Linked DNA regions of Oryctolagus cuniculus: region 2 is linked to region 1. Evidence: chromatin contacts called from public Micro-C data. All regions are on one chromosome and are shown on one strand. Each heading gives the region's core, a stretch centred on a gene start, on an enhancer-like site or on the middle of the called end of the contact. The rest is flanking DNA. Distances are from core to core; before and after follow the strand shown. Region 1 holds the start of ING2 (inhibitor of growth family member 2). Region 2 holds the start of RWDD4 (RWD domain containing 4).

Evidence for each region. A called contact is a pair of places that touch in the nucleus more often than the background predicts.
Region 2: a Micro-C map of ear pinna shows a contact between it and region 1, with 6 times the contacts expected there. The contact joins the promoter of RWDD4 here to the promoter of ING2 in region 1. A contact is called at or near these places in 4 of 6 Hi-C or Micro-C datasets (ear pinna, psoas muscle, skin fibroblasts and 1 more).

Annotation. Positions count from the first base shown.
Region 1 is chr2:65,332,774-65,340,740 of mOryCun1.1, reverse strand. ING2 (inhibitor of growth family member 2) reads right to left here and starts at 4,383. Exons shown (of 2, transcript XM_002709489.5): 1 at 4,203-4,383. The coding sequence starts at 4,383. LOC138848474 (a long non-coding RNA gene) reads left to right here and starts at 5,301. Exons shown (of 3, transcript XR_011386297.1): 1 at 5,301-5,439.
Region 2 is chr2:65,462,305-65,470,271 of mOryCun1.1, reverse strand. RWDD4 (RWD domain containing 4) reads left to right here and starts at 3,512. Exons shown (of 7, transcript XR_007914189.2): 1 at 3,512-3,865; 2 at 7,266-7,346. TRAPPC11 (trafficking protein particle complex subunit 11) reads right to left here and starts at 3,355. Exons shown (of 30, transcript XM_002709491.5): 1 at 3,216-3,355; 2 at 994-1,218. The coding sequence starts at 1,197.

The sequences.
Region 1 (7,967 bases), core at 3,134-5,633:
AAAATTACAGTAAAGTCAGCATTGGATCACTGTGCTTTTATAGATAACTCAGCAGTTGGTTCTAAGCTTTTAAAACTGCTGATTTGCTAGTATAGCATTTGGGACATTTACTTAAATCAAATAAAAATAGCTGAGTCACTAGATGATATGTAAAAATCTGAGTCTGAGATGTCATGAATAATTCAAGATTAGCTTATTAAAATCTGCTCAATTTCTTATTCTTATGATATATAATGCTGTTTGTGTGTTGTTTTAAGATTTATTTATTTATTTGAAAGGCAGAGTTACAGAGAGGCAGAGGCAGAGAAAGAGAAAGGTCTTCCATCTGCTGGTTCACTCCCCAGATGGCCGCAATGGCCGGAGCTGCGTTGATCTGAAGCCAGGAGCCAGGAGCTTCCTCCAGTCTCCCACGTGGGTGCAGGGGCCCAAGGACTTGGACCGTCTTCCACTGCTTTCCCAGGCCATAGCACAGAGCTAAACGGAAGTAGAGCAGATAGGACATGAACCGGCGCCCATATGGGATGCAGGCGCTGCAGACTGGGGCTTTATTAATCCACTGCGCCACAGCGCTGGCTCCTAGATACAGTGCTATTTGAGAGATCCACCTTACTAAAGGTAGAGAAAAAAATCTAATTCATAGTATCATTTGGCATACCACTGTTTTATATTCCAGTATTACTAAATACAAGAACAGAAATGTTAGACAAGTAAAATATACACACTGGTGCTGTCTACAAGTAAGGTAACACAAATCAAACATTCATTTCATACGAATTATCTCCTCCCTGAAAACTGCAGGTACTGACACCTGTTGGACTACTATTTGCCCTAGGATTTGTGACAAAATACCACTATGAAGTTGAAGGTAATCATATTTGCATGGCATGCTTTTGAACAAAGTTCCTGTCTATCCCACTTGCTGAGGTAGGCACCTATGTGGATTTCTTAATAAACTAGTTTTTCTAAAGGAAAAATAAGGAAATTAAGTATTTTGCCCTTAGACATACAAAAAAAATGAGGATTTTTTAAAAAATGCTAAACCTCATTCCAAATATTTTGCATCTAATAATGAGTTAGAAATTAATTATACCATACACAACAAAAGATAAAAATAATAAAAATTAAAATTACACTATGTAATACCAGTACATTAATACCATGAGACAAAAATTCACATTTTTATAAAGATGAATTATGTAGTGACAAGAAGGGAAACTAACATTTACTCAGCCCTTATCTATGTGGCAAAGATTTTCTCATCCAATCCCCATGAAGACATTACTTTCACATGTGAAGTTAAACTCAAGAGGAAAGAACCCCAGACTTTGAACTCTGTCAGATCTATATAGTGGACCCCACAATTTAGGTACTTGCTATAAGTAACATGAAAGGCACTTGAAATTAAATATTAAATTTTAGTTCAAAGGTTGTTATTTACCTAATTATGAATGAGAATACTAAAACAAAAAATAAAGGTTATCTAATGCCATATCCCATAATAATTTACTGAATTATGAAACTCTTCTTCTTTAATTCTCTATTTTATAGGTTCATCAGCAATTTCAGGAACTGTCTCAAATAGTTGGAGAGAAATTTCCTTGAATGCTTATATAATTTATATCATTAAATATTGCGCTAAGTATTAGATGCCAACCAAAAAAAATACTTAAGGACTAGCAAATAAGAAACATGAAAATGGGTGCCAGCACTGTGGCATAGCAGGTACAGCCTCTGCCTGCACAACCCCGGCATCTCACATGAGTACCAGTTTGAGTCTCGGCTGCTCCACTTCCCGTCCAACTCCCTGCTAAAGTGCCTGGGAAAGCAGAGGAAGACCTCCCAAGTGCTTGGGTCCCTCCATCCCCCTGAGAGACCCAGATCAAACTCCTGCCTCCAGGCTTCCGCCTGGGCCAGCCCTGGCAGTTACGGCCATTTAAAATAAACCAGGGGTGGGAATGTAGGCATGGTGGGAAGAATCACCATGTTCCTAAAGCTGTAATTATGAAGTTTATCAAGTTTGTAACTGTAAAGCTGTATAGTTCTGCATAAAAAAAAATAAAATAAATCAGGGGATGGAAGATCTCTCTGTGTAGCTTTCAAATAAATAAATAAATGTTTAAAACAAATTAAAAAAATGAAAGTGAACCAGGAACACAATAGTATGTAAAGTTAGTAAAAAACCATAAAGGTTGAGTTTAGCAACTATGTGCACAGAGCGAAAATTCTATTGCTTTTCTATTAATGTGGAAGTTAATCACAATTTTACAGAATTGAGAATTTTGACAATCTCTCAATCTTTTAAGTCCTACCATATCACTCATACTACCAGAACTAATTATGACAATTATAGATGGTCAAATAGATTTCTCTATCAACAAATTCTAGCATTTCTTCCCAACTTCAAATAGTTTAAGGCAAATTTGTGCCTTTAAAGTATAAAAATCTACAAGCTTTACAATCTTCAAAGTTACCACTTGAAAAACCACAAATATTCAATATACAATTCTTAAGCACATACGTATAATTTTCTGGGTTACGACTCACATATGTGCACCACATCGGAAAAAATAACATTGGACAACTCTTACTTAAAATAAAAAGGTTTAAACAGTTTGAAACAAAGGACATTCACCTAAAGTAACAGGCTTAGGAGACAAAAATTCCCCCATTCAACTAACTGGACAAGTTACTTTTATCTGTAAAAATCAGTTTTACTTCATATAATGTCCTGGATCTGGTGCAGTAACTGGCACACAGCGACAATCAGTATCAGCTTTATTCCCACTAAGAGATCGGCCCTATCAATCATATGGATTCAGAGAACAAATTTATGCATTCAACAACAGAGACTTAAATGTCGCTACACGCTACAGGCCACAGAAGTCACTCTTGAAGTGGATTCCTTGAAATCATCGGATTAGTGACGTGCTGGGAAAAACAGAGCAAGGGTACAAGAAGTTCGTGTCCAAGGTCTGTTCCTCGACTTCGGGTTATCAAACACATTTCAACTCCCGATCCGAAGTAAACCACTCCCCTGCTCGTAGCAGGCGGAGAGTGGACGACGAACGACACTATGCGACAAAGGTCGAGTCCCTGTCCTAGCTTCTTGGGTCTGACCACAAAGGGTGGTTTTCGTCCCGTCGCTGAAACTTGGCGGAGTCGCGACCCAGGGGCGAAGGGACGCCGGGCGGTTGCCCAGTCAACCAACCCACTTCCTCCTGGGGCCCGGAAGTGACACACGGCCCGGAACCTGCGAGCCTTCAGGGACAGCTACGGTGCCAGCAGCTGTGTCCCCGTGCCGACTGACCGGCTGCGAAAGAGAAAAGTCACACAGACGCCAACACTGGCTCTGCTGGGGCCGAACGAACGAGCCACTGGCCAGACTGGCTCTCGAGCAGCCGGTCCCACCCAAGCCTCTGCAGCCACTAGCCATTTCCGAGGCCGGCGGAGCGCCTCGCGTCCCCGCCCCTCGCCCACGTCACGGCCGCAGGCCCCGCCCCCAGGGGCCGGGGGCCCTCCCGGCCACACACGCCCCTCTCCTCCCCTCTCAGCGGGAGACCCCTCCCCTTTTAACCATTTGGCAGAAGGAGCTGGGCAAAGGCTACTGCGCTGGGCAGCCCGGAACTTTCCCCCCGGCGGGAGAGGGGAACAGACCGCTCGGTTCCCGAGCCAGGAGCCGGAGCGCGGAGGGAGGGACCTGCCCCGAGTCCGCCTTCGCGGCCCTCTCCCGCCCCCTCCCCCCGACACGTTCCAATGCATCTCCTCTCGGGGCCGGGGGCCGGAGGGGGTGGGGAGCGCGGGGCGCCGCAGACCGGCGGGAGCCCGGCCGGCCGCGGCCCCCCGCCTGGCTGCACACTCCCTCGGCCAGGCGAGAGGGCTTGCGGCACTGGGCCGGCAAGAGCCGGAACAAATGCTTGCTGCTTAAAATGGCTGATTCCCCTCCACGACAGCTGCAGCCGCTGGGTCTGCAGCCGGGGCTGACGCGCGGCCCCCACCCCCACTCCGGGGACCCCGGCGAAGTCCTCGCCGCCCGCAGCGGGGAAGGCGAGGGCCTCGAGCCCCCTGTCCAGCTCCTCCTCCCCGCCCCACACGGCAGGACCCCCGCCGTGTTGCACTCGCGGAGACTGTCACCGGAGAAAGGCAAAGTGGCACAGCCGGGGCAGGCTCCGGGCGGCCGTGCCCGAGAGCCCCGCGGCCCCTACCTTGATATTTGTTGTCCAGCTCCCGCAGCACAGACACGTTCCTCTGCATGTCGTGTGGCAGCGACTCCACACACTCGAGGTAGTCCTGCACGTAGCAGGTGAGCAGCCGGCTCCGCTCCCCGGTCAGGAGCGCGGCCGACGAGTACAGTTGCTGCTGCTGCTGCTGCTGCTGCCCTAACATCCTGCCGCCGCCGCTGCTGCTGCTCCTGGCCGCCGCCGCCGCCGCCGCCTCCGCATCCAGCAGCCGCACATGCAAAAGCCGCGCTCACCGCGGCTCGTCTGCTCGGCTGCCCGGCGCCGCGGGGACACCGGCCGCCGCTCCGGAGGGCACAGCCGAGTCCCCCGACCTCCACTCCCCCCAAAAGAAGCCCTCACTCCCCGCCCCCGCGGTAACAAGCCCAGGGGCGGGGCGAGATCAGGGCTCCCCCTCCGTTCCCCCCGCCCTCCCCAGGACGAGAGCCGCGGGGATCCCCCCCCCTCAGCGGAGCTGGCGCCGGGGTCCCGGGCGGGGACACTTCCTGTCCCCCGCAAAGTCCCCAGATGCTACCCACGCCGCCTCGTCGCTCGGATCCCCCTGACAAACCCCTCGCCCCCCACGGTCAGCCTCCGCGACTGTCCGAGAGTCTCTCACTGGACTGCCCCCGCCCCTTCGGCTGCGGCCGCCTCTGCGCCTGCGCAGGACGCCGTCCTAATAAGGCCGGGGGCCCGCCCCTAGCGCCCCACCGAAGGGTTCGCATTCTCCCGCTTTCCGTCCGCCGCCCGGGCGATTGGTCTGTCAACTCTCGGCCGCGGGGGGAGGGTGCGGAGGGCGGCCAAACGGCAGGCTGTGCCCCGCCCCCCCTTAAAGGGGAAGCACTGTCAAACCCGCGTCCCCGCCCGCGCTCTGAATGGGACCTGAAAGGTGGCCGAATTCTTCCTTCCGTCCTTCCCACTGGGAGAGGGGAGCCGTGGCCCGGCTCACTCGGCCCAGGGTGATCGACTCTTCCCCACGTTGGGCGGATCGAGCGCGGCTCCCCGCGAGCCTTAAAAGGAGCCGCCGGCAGCTGCTCTCCGTTGCACCCTGGAGTGAGGCCTGCGGGAACTACCGACCCAGTGTGCAGCGGGGCGCTGCTCCCGGCATGCACGGCGGCTGTGTTCCCGCCGAGCCGCCGCGGCTCGCTGGCCGCCGCCTCAGCGCTGCCCGGGGGCAGCGAGCCTCCTCCCGGCGCCGCCCTGGGGCTTCCCCAGCAGCGGGGAGGTAGGCGATGCTCCCTCTGACCGCCGCCGTTTTCCCTATCTTCCACGTAGTCGCCTGCAGGGACCCGGTGCGGCTTCGCTCTGCCTTGGGGTGACCCGGAGGGCTCCCGGCGCCGGGGTGGCAAGCTCTGGCCAGGGTTCCCCTCCTGTTGAGTCCTGTTGAGGGGGCAGGGGTGCGAAAGTGGCCGGTAGACAGCCGTTCAGAACGAAGCAAAACCTTTTCGGGGGTCGGAACGTTCAGGCATTAGACGTGGGCGAGGGCTTGCGGGCGGAGGGAGGGGCGCTGCACGATATGGTCACTCCGTCCTCCCCTCCGGCCAAGCCGAAAGAGGCCCAGGGACTGACGGTGAGACCCCAGGCCACAGTCCAGCCCACGAAATGATGGATTCCCATCGATTAATTTCTGGGTAACGTAAATGAAATAAATGCCAGCCAAAGGAGCTGCTTTTCATTACAGGCGGACGTTGAGTTTATAGAATAACGAGTGTTACCAAAAGAAAAGCGTGGAAGTAGATCGAATACACGGAGGATTTTAATGGAACGCCTATGTAAGCAAACCCTATTGTGAGTCAAAGCAAAATGTGACCGAGTGATGAATTTAGCCATTATAATCAGTTTAGAAGCATGGGACACCTGTAGGGTGACCGATTTAGAGCAGTTTCGAGACAGCTGTTAGTGGTAAGTACCCACTGACATGCAGAGAAAACTCTAGAGCTTGATCTGGAGGAAAAATTGAAACTTCAGGGAGTTCCATGGCTTGGAAACAATAAAATATTGCGAAGGCTTGGGAGACTGTCCTGTGTTATCCTGTGACGCTTTGAGGTTTCGACCCCTTGAATATTAAGTCAACCCAGACGGCACAGTGAATTGCATTCTTGAGACTGCCTCGGGGGTTTTTCTTGTCATTCTGTAACGCTTTCAGATTAAGCACCCAACTTGTCAAAAACCAGACATTGTTAAGTATTAAATTTTACTGAATTTTACCTGAACCCTGTCGTGTTGTTTTGTTTTCACACAAATTTGAAGCAATTTGTCATTATTGAAAAATAATACCAGACACCGGGGCCAGCGGGGCCAGCGTCGTGGCTCATTTGGTTAATCCTCCGCCTGCGGCGCCGGCATCCCATTTGGCCGCCGGTTCGAGACCCAGCTGCTCCTCTTCCAGTCCAGCTCTGCTATGGCCTGGGAAAGCAGTAGAAGATGGTCCAAGTCCTTGAGCCCCTGCACCCACATGGGAGACCAGGAAGATGCACCTGGCTTTGGGCGGTTGCGGCCATTTCGGGGTGAACCAACGGAAGGAAGCCCCTTTTCTCTGTCTCTCCCTCTCACTGTAACTCTACCTCTCAAATAAAAAAATAAAATCTTTAAATAATAATAGTACTAATACCAGACACCTTATTATTTACCGATTCGGGTTCTTTATTGAATACACCCCTGGTTTTTACTCACCTGATGAGTGATCTTCAGGCAGATAAGTCATGTGGCTAGAAACTGGAAGTGAGAGAAGGCCATGAAGCAGAGTACACCTTCTAGGAACCTAGAGCAAGGTGAGAGGTATGAAGGATGAGTAAGTAAGGCATAGGAGACTTCATAGCATTGTTCTCATTCTTTCATCATTCTATTGAACAGCTGAAAGGAAGCAAAGAATCCAATAATATTTCAGCTGGTATTGGTCTAAACTTGTTAAACAATCTAGCATGATCATCTCTGGTGTGAGTTATTTCAGACATTTGCCTTTTTTTTTATTTATTTATTTACAAAGGTTAGTAATGTAAGGCTTATTCCTGCCGTACTTGTAAAAGGAGAGGGTGCTTACATTGGGGGAAAAAAATCACCAAACTCCCTAGATGTAACTTTTTTAAAAAACATTTTTATTCATTTATTTGAAAGGCAGAGTTAAAAAGAGACAGAGGCAGAGAGAAGGAGGGAGAGATAGGTCTTCCATCCGCTAGTTCACTCCCCCAGTGGCCACAACAGCCAGAGCTGGGCCAATCTGGAGCCAGGAGCTTCCTGGGGCCTCCCACATGAGTGCAGGGGCCCAAGGACTTGGGCCATCTTCCACTGCTTTCCCAGATCCTGCCAGAGAGCTGGATCAGAAGTGGAGCAGTTAGAATTCGAAACAGCGCCCATATGGGATGCCGGCACTGCAGGCGGTGGCTACGCCACAGCATCGGCCCCTAGTCGACTTTGGTTGTTCATAAATGTCCTTTGCTACTCAGTAGTCATCTACCTGGAAATTTTGGGCCTCCTCACATTGGCTCTCTTGACTCTTCTAAATACAAAATTTAAAAATCCTCAATTCTCTGCAACACAGAAGTTAATTGGTGCTATTTAATAATATGAATAAAGCAAACTAGCATCTTAATTTCTCTTTATGTTTTCTGTTCTTAAAGCAACTCTCACAGTAACCTTAAGAAAGATAACTAACTGATGCCTCCAAATTAGTGTCTGGATTTTCTTTAATTTGTAAGACAGTTACTTGAAAAAGTCCCTGGCAAGAAATGCTTATGCCACCGTACCATCTCTTAA
Region 2 (7,967 bases), core at 2,263-4,762, 130 kb before region 1:
GATAGCGTAAGTGCTCGGACTCTTGTCATCCATGTTAGAAACCCAGATGAAGCTCCTGCCTCCTGGTTTTGGTATGGCCCAACCCAGGCCATTGCAGCCATGTGGGAAGCGAACGACATGGAACATCTCTCTCTCTCTCCTCTCTCTGTAACTCTGCCTTTCAAATAAATAAACAAACCTTTTTAAGAAAAGGCAGAGAGAGAGAGAGGTCTTCCATCTGTTGGTTCACTCCTCAGTCGGTCACAACAGCCGGAGCTATGCTAATCCGAAGCCAGGAGCCAGGAGCTTCCTCTGGGTCTCCCACATGGGTGCAGGGGCCCAAGGACTTGGGCCATCTTCCACTGCTTTCCCAGGTCATAGCAGAGAGCTGAATTGGAAGTGGGGCAGCCCGGACTTGAACCAGCACCCATATGGGATGCCGGCACTGCAAGCGGCGGCTTTACCCACTAAGCCACAGCACCAACCCCATAAACAAATCTTTTTTAAACATTTTATTAAACATACATGAACATGTCTATGGTTTTCTTTTCTTTTTTGAAGATTTATTTATTTATTTATTTACTTACTTACTTATTTATTTGAAAGTCAGAGTTACAGAGACAGAAGGAAAGACAGAGAGAGATGTCCAGATGGTTGCAATGGCCAGGGCTAGGCCAAGCCAAAGCCAAGAGCCAGGAGCTTCCTTCCAGTCTCCCACATGGGTGGCAGAAGCCCAAGCACTTGGGCAATCTTCAGCTGCCCTCCCAGGCTCTTTACCAGGGCGCTGGATTGGAAGTGGAGTAGTGGGGACAATAAGCCAGTGCCTATTTGGGATGCCTTCATTGCAGGTATCAGCTTTATCCACTACACCACAATGGCGGCCCCAAAGTTTTCTTTCTATACAAGTACAACCATTGTCTTGATAAACTCAGGTTTCCAGCACAGACAACAGTAACACAAAAAGACATACATACACAGAGAAAGAGTGAACCCATGAAATCATAATGTCATTACCTTGGGTCTACATTTGGGATACTCATGGTCACCTGGGAGCACCTTGAAAGAAATTGGTACTCGGTCAGCTCTCCGATTGGCACAGAAGGCATCCCAGACAGCTCTATGTACAGCATTATACACGACATCCAGGCCCGTAAGGGTAACAAAGGCCATAGGCCGGCAGCATAATTCCACAGGGAAGTCCCACTGTGTGGGGCTCATGGTCAGGTTGTCATGAAAAAGCTGAAAATACAAATGAAAACACATTCATAAGCAATTCTTTCAGATCTATTTCTAATATATGGACCGCCACTGAAAAAATTACAAAAAGGCAAAAAGCTTTGAGCAAGCTGGAAGTAAGGGAACTAGAAATCACTTACAGAACTTTAAATCAGTGCTGTAGCTACGTAACAAGAACATACAAACCACATAAATGATTTTACATTTTCTACCAGTCATATTAAAAAGAAACAGGTGAATTCATTTCAATAACACTCTCAGTAGGTCCCAGATATTATCATATCAACAACATAAAAGTTATCAATCAGATATTTTACTTTCTTTGTACTACACTAAGTCTTCACATTTTGGTGTGTATTTTATCCACACAATATTTCAATCTGGACTAGCTTATTTCAGATGCTCAACAGCCACACATGGTTACTGTGCAAGATGGACAGCTGTCAACTGGCAAATCTGTCCCAAATGTACTGTATAAAAACTGCACCTAGGGCCGGCGCCGCGGCTCACTAGGCTAATCCTCCGCCTAGCGGCGCCGGCACACCGGGTTCTAGTCCTGGTCGGGGCGCCGGATTCTGTCCCGGTTGCCCCTCTTCCAGGCCAGCCCTCTGCTGTGTCCAGGGAGTGCAGTGGAGGATGGCCCAGGTGCTTGGGCCCTGCACCCCATGGGAGACCAGGAAAAGCACCTGGCTCCTGGCTTCTGCCATCGGATCAGCGCGGTGCGCCGGCCGCAGCGTGCCGGCCGCGGCGGCCATTGGAGGGTGAACCAACGGCAAAGGAAGACCTTTCTCTCTCTCTCTCTCTCTCACTGTCCACTCTGCCTGTCAAAAAAAAAAAAAAAAAACAAAAAACAAAAAACAAAAAACTGCACCTAGGCCGGCGCCGCGGCTCACTAGGCTAATCCTCCGCCTTGCGGCGCCGGCACACCAGGTTCTAGTCCCGGTCGGGGCGCCGGATTCTGTCCCAGTTGCCCCTCTTCCAGGCCAGCCCTCTGCTGTGGCCAGGGAGTGCAGTGGAGGATGGCCCAGGTGCTTGGGCCCTGCACCCCATGGGAGACCAGGAGAAGCACCTGGCTCCTGCCATCGGATCAGCGCAGTGCGCCGGCCGCGGCGGCCATTGGAGGGTGAACCAATGGCAAAAGGAAGACCTTTCTCTCTGTCTCTCCCTCTCACTGTCCACTCTGCCTTTCAAAAAAAAAAAAAAAAAAAAAAACCTGCACCTAAAGCTTTGCCATACTCAACTTTAAAAATTTGGGCAGTTAAATATGCATGCTTATTCTCCAGCAAAGGCTGGAAACATGAAGGTAAAGAGAGATATACACTGAATGCTTCCACGAGGAAAGCTGAGGAAGAGAAATTTTCAGATTTCCTGAAGGAAGCCAACGGAGCCACAGATCAAACCATGACGTGGAAGGAGGTACAGGGGTACAAGTGAGCATTCTGGGTGGACACCACCGAGTGCAAGGGAAGCAATCTGTCAGGCAGCATGACAAGTAATTATAATAATGCGGCTTTACTATAACGAACTGGAGTTCAGGGGGTAAGACTAACGTCTACTAACAACGAGATTCAGAGATGATGTCCTACACCAATCGCAACTACAAAATGAGCAAAGGAGGAATGAACTCAGTTTGAGGCCAAATGGTTATTTAAAAAAAAAAAAAAAAAGTCGATGGTGAGGATGTGGAGCACAAACTCAACTGAGGCTTAGATTCCATCCCCGTGGTCACAGAATTCTGCCCCAGATAGCTCCAATGAAGGAAGCTGGAGAAAGAATCTTGCACAAAAGGCATCTTCCTCTTCTATCACCCCACCCCGTTAAGTGGGAGGCGCGGGGGGCGTCCTGGAAATGGGTGCGTCTTTTGGGAGGGGCTGGAAGAGAAATGCCAGGACTGCACCCTCACACTTAGGGAAACGCAGGCCCCAAAACCAGTGCTGTTAAGAGCTAGCTCTTCCTCGGCGGCCTCGCCTGGCCCCATGGGTCTCTGGGCCCGGACTCACCCAGGCCGCACGCCCCGGACCCGCAGCAGCCGTGGCCGATCGCCGCCAGGCGGGAGAAGATGACAGGAATGACAGGAAGCAGGCCGAGAGGCCACAAAACGTCCGGACCCGTCCCTATGGCCGCGGCCCCGCCGCAGGCTCCAGCAGGCCGGACCTCCCGGTCCCCACCTCCTCTGGCACAGGAAGCACTTTCTGGACGTGAGTGACAGCGTCCTACACCAATCGCCGCCCTGGAGTCGGACGCCGCTCTCCACAACGCGAAGGAAGCTCTCCAAGTCCAACGAGAGAAAGAGTCGGGGGCGGAGATGGAAGGAGCCAATGGGAAAAACGAGGGGGAAGAGGGGGGCGGAGCCTCCGCCGGTACCGCCCCGCAGCCTCTCCTCAGACTCCGGGTCGCCTCACCCACGGCGGCCTCCGGCTCCCGGAGCACAGCCGGGCCCCTGTGGTCGGCGCCTGGACGCTGCCGAGAGCCTCGCGGCGTGCGTGACTCTGGTCTTCGGCTGCGAAGGGTGCGTGGCCCCGCAGCCGAGGCGCGGAAGGGGGACGCCCCGGCCTCGGGGGCCAGTGCACTTGTGCCCTCTTCGTTGTGAACGCCAGCAGCCCGGGAGAGCCCCGCGACTGGCGCGATGAGTGCCAACGAGGACCAAGAGGTGAGCCCCACCCGAGGCTGGACGCCCGTGTTCCCGCGCAGGCGCGCAGCCACAGCCCGGGGCCCGCACGTGCCCTGCGCCCCGCGCGCCCTCCGAGCCTGGCCGGTGCGGTGCGAGAGAGGACAGGCGTGCGTGAAAGGGTGGGGGCCCGCCTCTGCCTGCCCACTCCCTGCCGTCTTTCATATTTGCTCACCCGGGGGTCTCCGCAGATTTCCTTGATGACCAGGGTGACTGTCCTTGGTCCATGACCCAGTTGTCTCCTTGACTCCCGCGTGGTGTTCAGAGCTTGTGCCCTGAGCTGGCCTGGAATCTGGTCACCTCTAAGTCCTAAAAACTCTTGACTGGTAGAGAGTTAACTTAGTTAAGTCTCCTAGTGGAGAAAAATAATGACCCGCGTGTCTCTGGTTTCTGTCCAAATTGTTTTATGAAATCATTTTTCCGTGTTGGCAGATGGATGCCGAATCTTGAGTATACGGCGTGCCATCAGAATTGTATGCTTCGTGCGCACGTATTTTCTCTTTAAAATTCTGTTTTGACACGTTGGAGGGACGCGCCAGGTCACCTCTGGGGGCACCTTCTACCTTTGTGATGGGTAAGGCGCAGTGAGTGGCCCCCGGACCGCGCCGTGAGGCTGTGCTAGGATTGCAACCAGACCCCAAGCCTCCTGTGCATTCGCTAATACACTTGTCAGGTATTGCTTTAATTAGCACTTCCACACGATAGAAGTGATAGCATCTGTGGATCAGAAATTAGCTTTAAATTAAGACCCAAAGTTCAACAAGCAAGTTGACACCTGAATTCCTTCAAAGCAGTTTTGCTACGGGAGTCTCTCAGCCAAGGCATTACTAGCTTTGTCTTCCAGCAATGCACAGAGCATACATGAAGGGGAAGGTTTCTCCAAGTTGGAACCATTTGAGTGATTGTTAAATAAACAACCTGCACTGCACCCCACTCCGTTTGAGTCAGAATTTCTGCGGTGGGGCCCCGAATCTCCATTTCCACTCTTCCATGTGACTGATTTTCAGATCTTTGAAGACAGTTTCCTGCCCAATGTCCTTTTCTTGGCAAAATTGTTCCCTTAGCTTTTATTCCTAAGCCCATTATTTCAGTTCCTTTACCATCCTGGAATCCTGTCAGCCGGCAGGTTCTAAGCTTATGTCCTGTTGTCAAATTGTTGCAAAACGCCTTTTCTACAGTTACATTCAGTAACGTTCACTGTCAACTAAACCGTTTAAGTGCTTTTTATAAAATAATTTGTCTTTCTCTATTTGTGTATCTAAGAATGTAAACATAATTTCTTCTACTTAATGCTGTTTAATTGCATCACGAGCATGTTTTTTAAGGACATTTTGAGTTCTTAATTCTGCCGCCAGCGTGATGCACTGTCCCATCATTGAACCTGCCTTTTGTTTATATTCCTGTTCCAGTCATTAAGGAGTAGCTGTATTTTGAGTCAGTTGTTTATAACAGTCTAATCTTCTTAGTTGTTCCTGAATCCAGTTTGAATTTCTATATTTTTCTTTGTAAAGGTAACAAGAGAAACTTGTGGAGCTTTGCTAAAATCTGTGTAGACTGTTTCCTGCTGGTCTCTGAATCAGAAGTACCATCTCTGAGAAGGATTATTTACATATGCCCTCATTTCATATATTGGCTAGGTTTTAGGGACTACTCTTTGTTCTCCCACCATTTCTTAAAAAATCAATTCTAAACTTGTGTCCATGTCACAAGGTCGCCATCTTTACTCTGTAGAATTCATGGTTACACCTTTTTGAAAACCAGAACATGTACACGAGGGCAGTCTTCTCAGAGAATTGTCCGTGGTCAAATGGTGCTTGAGACTCAATCTTTATATTATTATTATTTGTATGTATATCATAAATACAACATTAGGAACATAGTAATTTTCCCACTGTACCTGCCCTCCCACCCACTCTCCCCTGCTTCCTCCTCCCTCTCCTCTTAAGTCCGAGAAGAAAAAGAAAGAATGAAATTTAAAAAACTAAAAGAACTGTTCGTCAACAGTATAGACAAGGGCCATTCTATGTCATAGCTTCTCGAAGGTGATTTCGCTTTTTTCCCCCTTCCACAAGACCAAGTCATTTGTAAGACCACTGTATTCTAAGAAACACTCCCCAGCAAAGTTGCTAGATACGTTTTGTGTTGCAGTCCTTTCTCCTATCTTGAGTAGATCCTTACCAACCTTTCTCTTTAAGTTTTCTTTTTTTTTTTTTTTAAGATTTACTTATTCACTTCAGAGGCATAGTTACAGACAGAGAGAGAGGTCTTCCATCCCCAAAAGGGATGGAAGGTTCATCCCCAAAGGGAGCTGCACGGATCCTAAGCCAGATGCCAGGAGCTTCTTCTGGGTTTCCCATGCAGGTGCAGGGGCCCAAGTAATTGGGCCATCTTCCACTGCTCTCTCAAGCCATTAGCAGTGAGCTGGAGCAGAAGTAGAATAGCAGGGACTCGAACCAGCGCCCATATGGGATGCCAGTGCCACAGGCAAATGCTTAAACTATTATGCCACAGCGCACCGGCCCCTAGTTTTTTTGTACAATTTTTTTTAAGTTTTAAATCATCTCATTAGAGAGATTACAAATATAGTAATTTATGTAATAGGAAGTTCTTGTGCTTCGTATTTTTTTTTTTTAATTTTTTGACAGGCAGAGTGGACAGTGAGAGAGAGAGACAGAGAGAAAGGTCTTCCTTTGCCGTTGGTTCACCCTCCAATGGCTGCCGCGGCCGGTGCACTGCGGCCGGCACACCGCGCTGATCCGATGGCAGGAGCCAAGAGCCAGGTGCTTTTCCTGGTCTCCCATGGGGTGCAGGGCCCAAGCACCTGGGCCATCCTCCACTGCACTCCCTGGCCACAGCAGAGAGCTGGCCTGGAAGAGGGGCAACCGGGACAGAATCCGGCGCCCCAACCGGGACTAGAACCCGGTGTGCCGGCGCCGCAAGGCGGAGGATTAGCCTAGTGAGCCGTGGCGCCGGCCGTGCTTCGTATTTCTTATCTCCAGGTTTAGTGCTCTTTCCACCCCAGGCTATTACTCTTCAGCAGAGTGATAATAAACCCATGCTCTGGAGTGGCTTTAAATTGAATCTTGTTTTCCTCCCTGGTAGGAAGGAAAAAATAAGGTAATAAGATCTTCCCAGGATGGATGTTAGAATTACATAAGATGATGTAGCGTAAAACACTTAGGAGGACCTGACACATAGTTTTAAAACAAGTATCTATAGCATAATTGTAATGTGGGTGTTACACATGCATAATTGAGAATATCATTCCCTATAAGTTAGCCGAGTTCCACATAGTTGAGTGGTCTTAAGTCAGTAACTAAAGATCCTCTATTTCTAATCTGCTTCTACTACTAAAAAAAATTAATGGTTTCATTTCTTTCAGATGGAACTAGAAGCTTTACGTTCTATTTATGAAGGAGATGAAAGTTTCCGGGAATTAAGTCCAGTTTCATTTCAATACAGGGTAAGACATGTCATGAGTAGGAACCTTACCAGTTCGCTAGAAAAAACTAAAGGTTACTGAAAATGCTGATTTTGGTTTTTAAGCTTAGTGGTTGAATTGTATTCTACCTTTATATTTTCTGAAGCATTTAAATGAAACTCATCAACCATGACTTACTATTTTTAACATTTGAAAACTTAATTCAGAAATGTTTTAAAAACCAAGAGATACTTGTTTTTATTGTAACAGAATCATAAAGTGTTAGAAATGGAAGAAACTTTGGAAATTATATGATTTTTACCTCCTAGTTAGTCCTGTTTTCCTTACCTTACATAGCTGTTACTGAGAATTATCAGAATTAAAATCCAGGTCTGGGTTCCAAGTCTAGTGTTCTTTTCAGCACCCTGTGACATGATCAAAAAAAGTTGATATTTTATTAAATCTATATACTAAACACATGTGAATTTTTTTTACTTATGTGAAATGTAGATTTTCTTTAAAAAGAGAATTCCTTTTAACTCTGTCTTCAACATAACAGTATCAATATTTTACTTTGTAAATAAATAACACAAACCGTATGTCAAATGATGTATCCAGATGATTATAAGTAGTGATGTAATGAAAAAGTATTTTTGTGAAAGG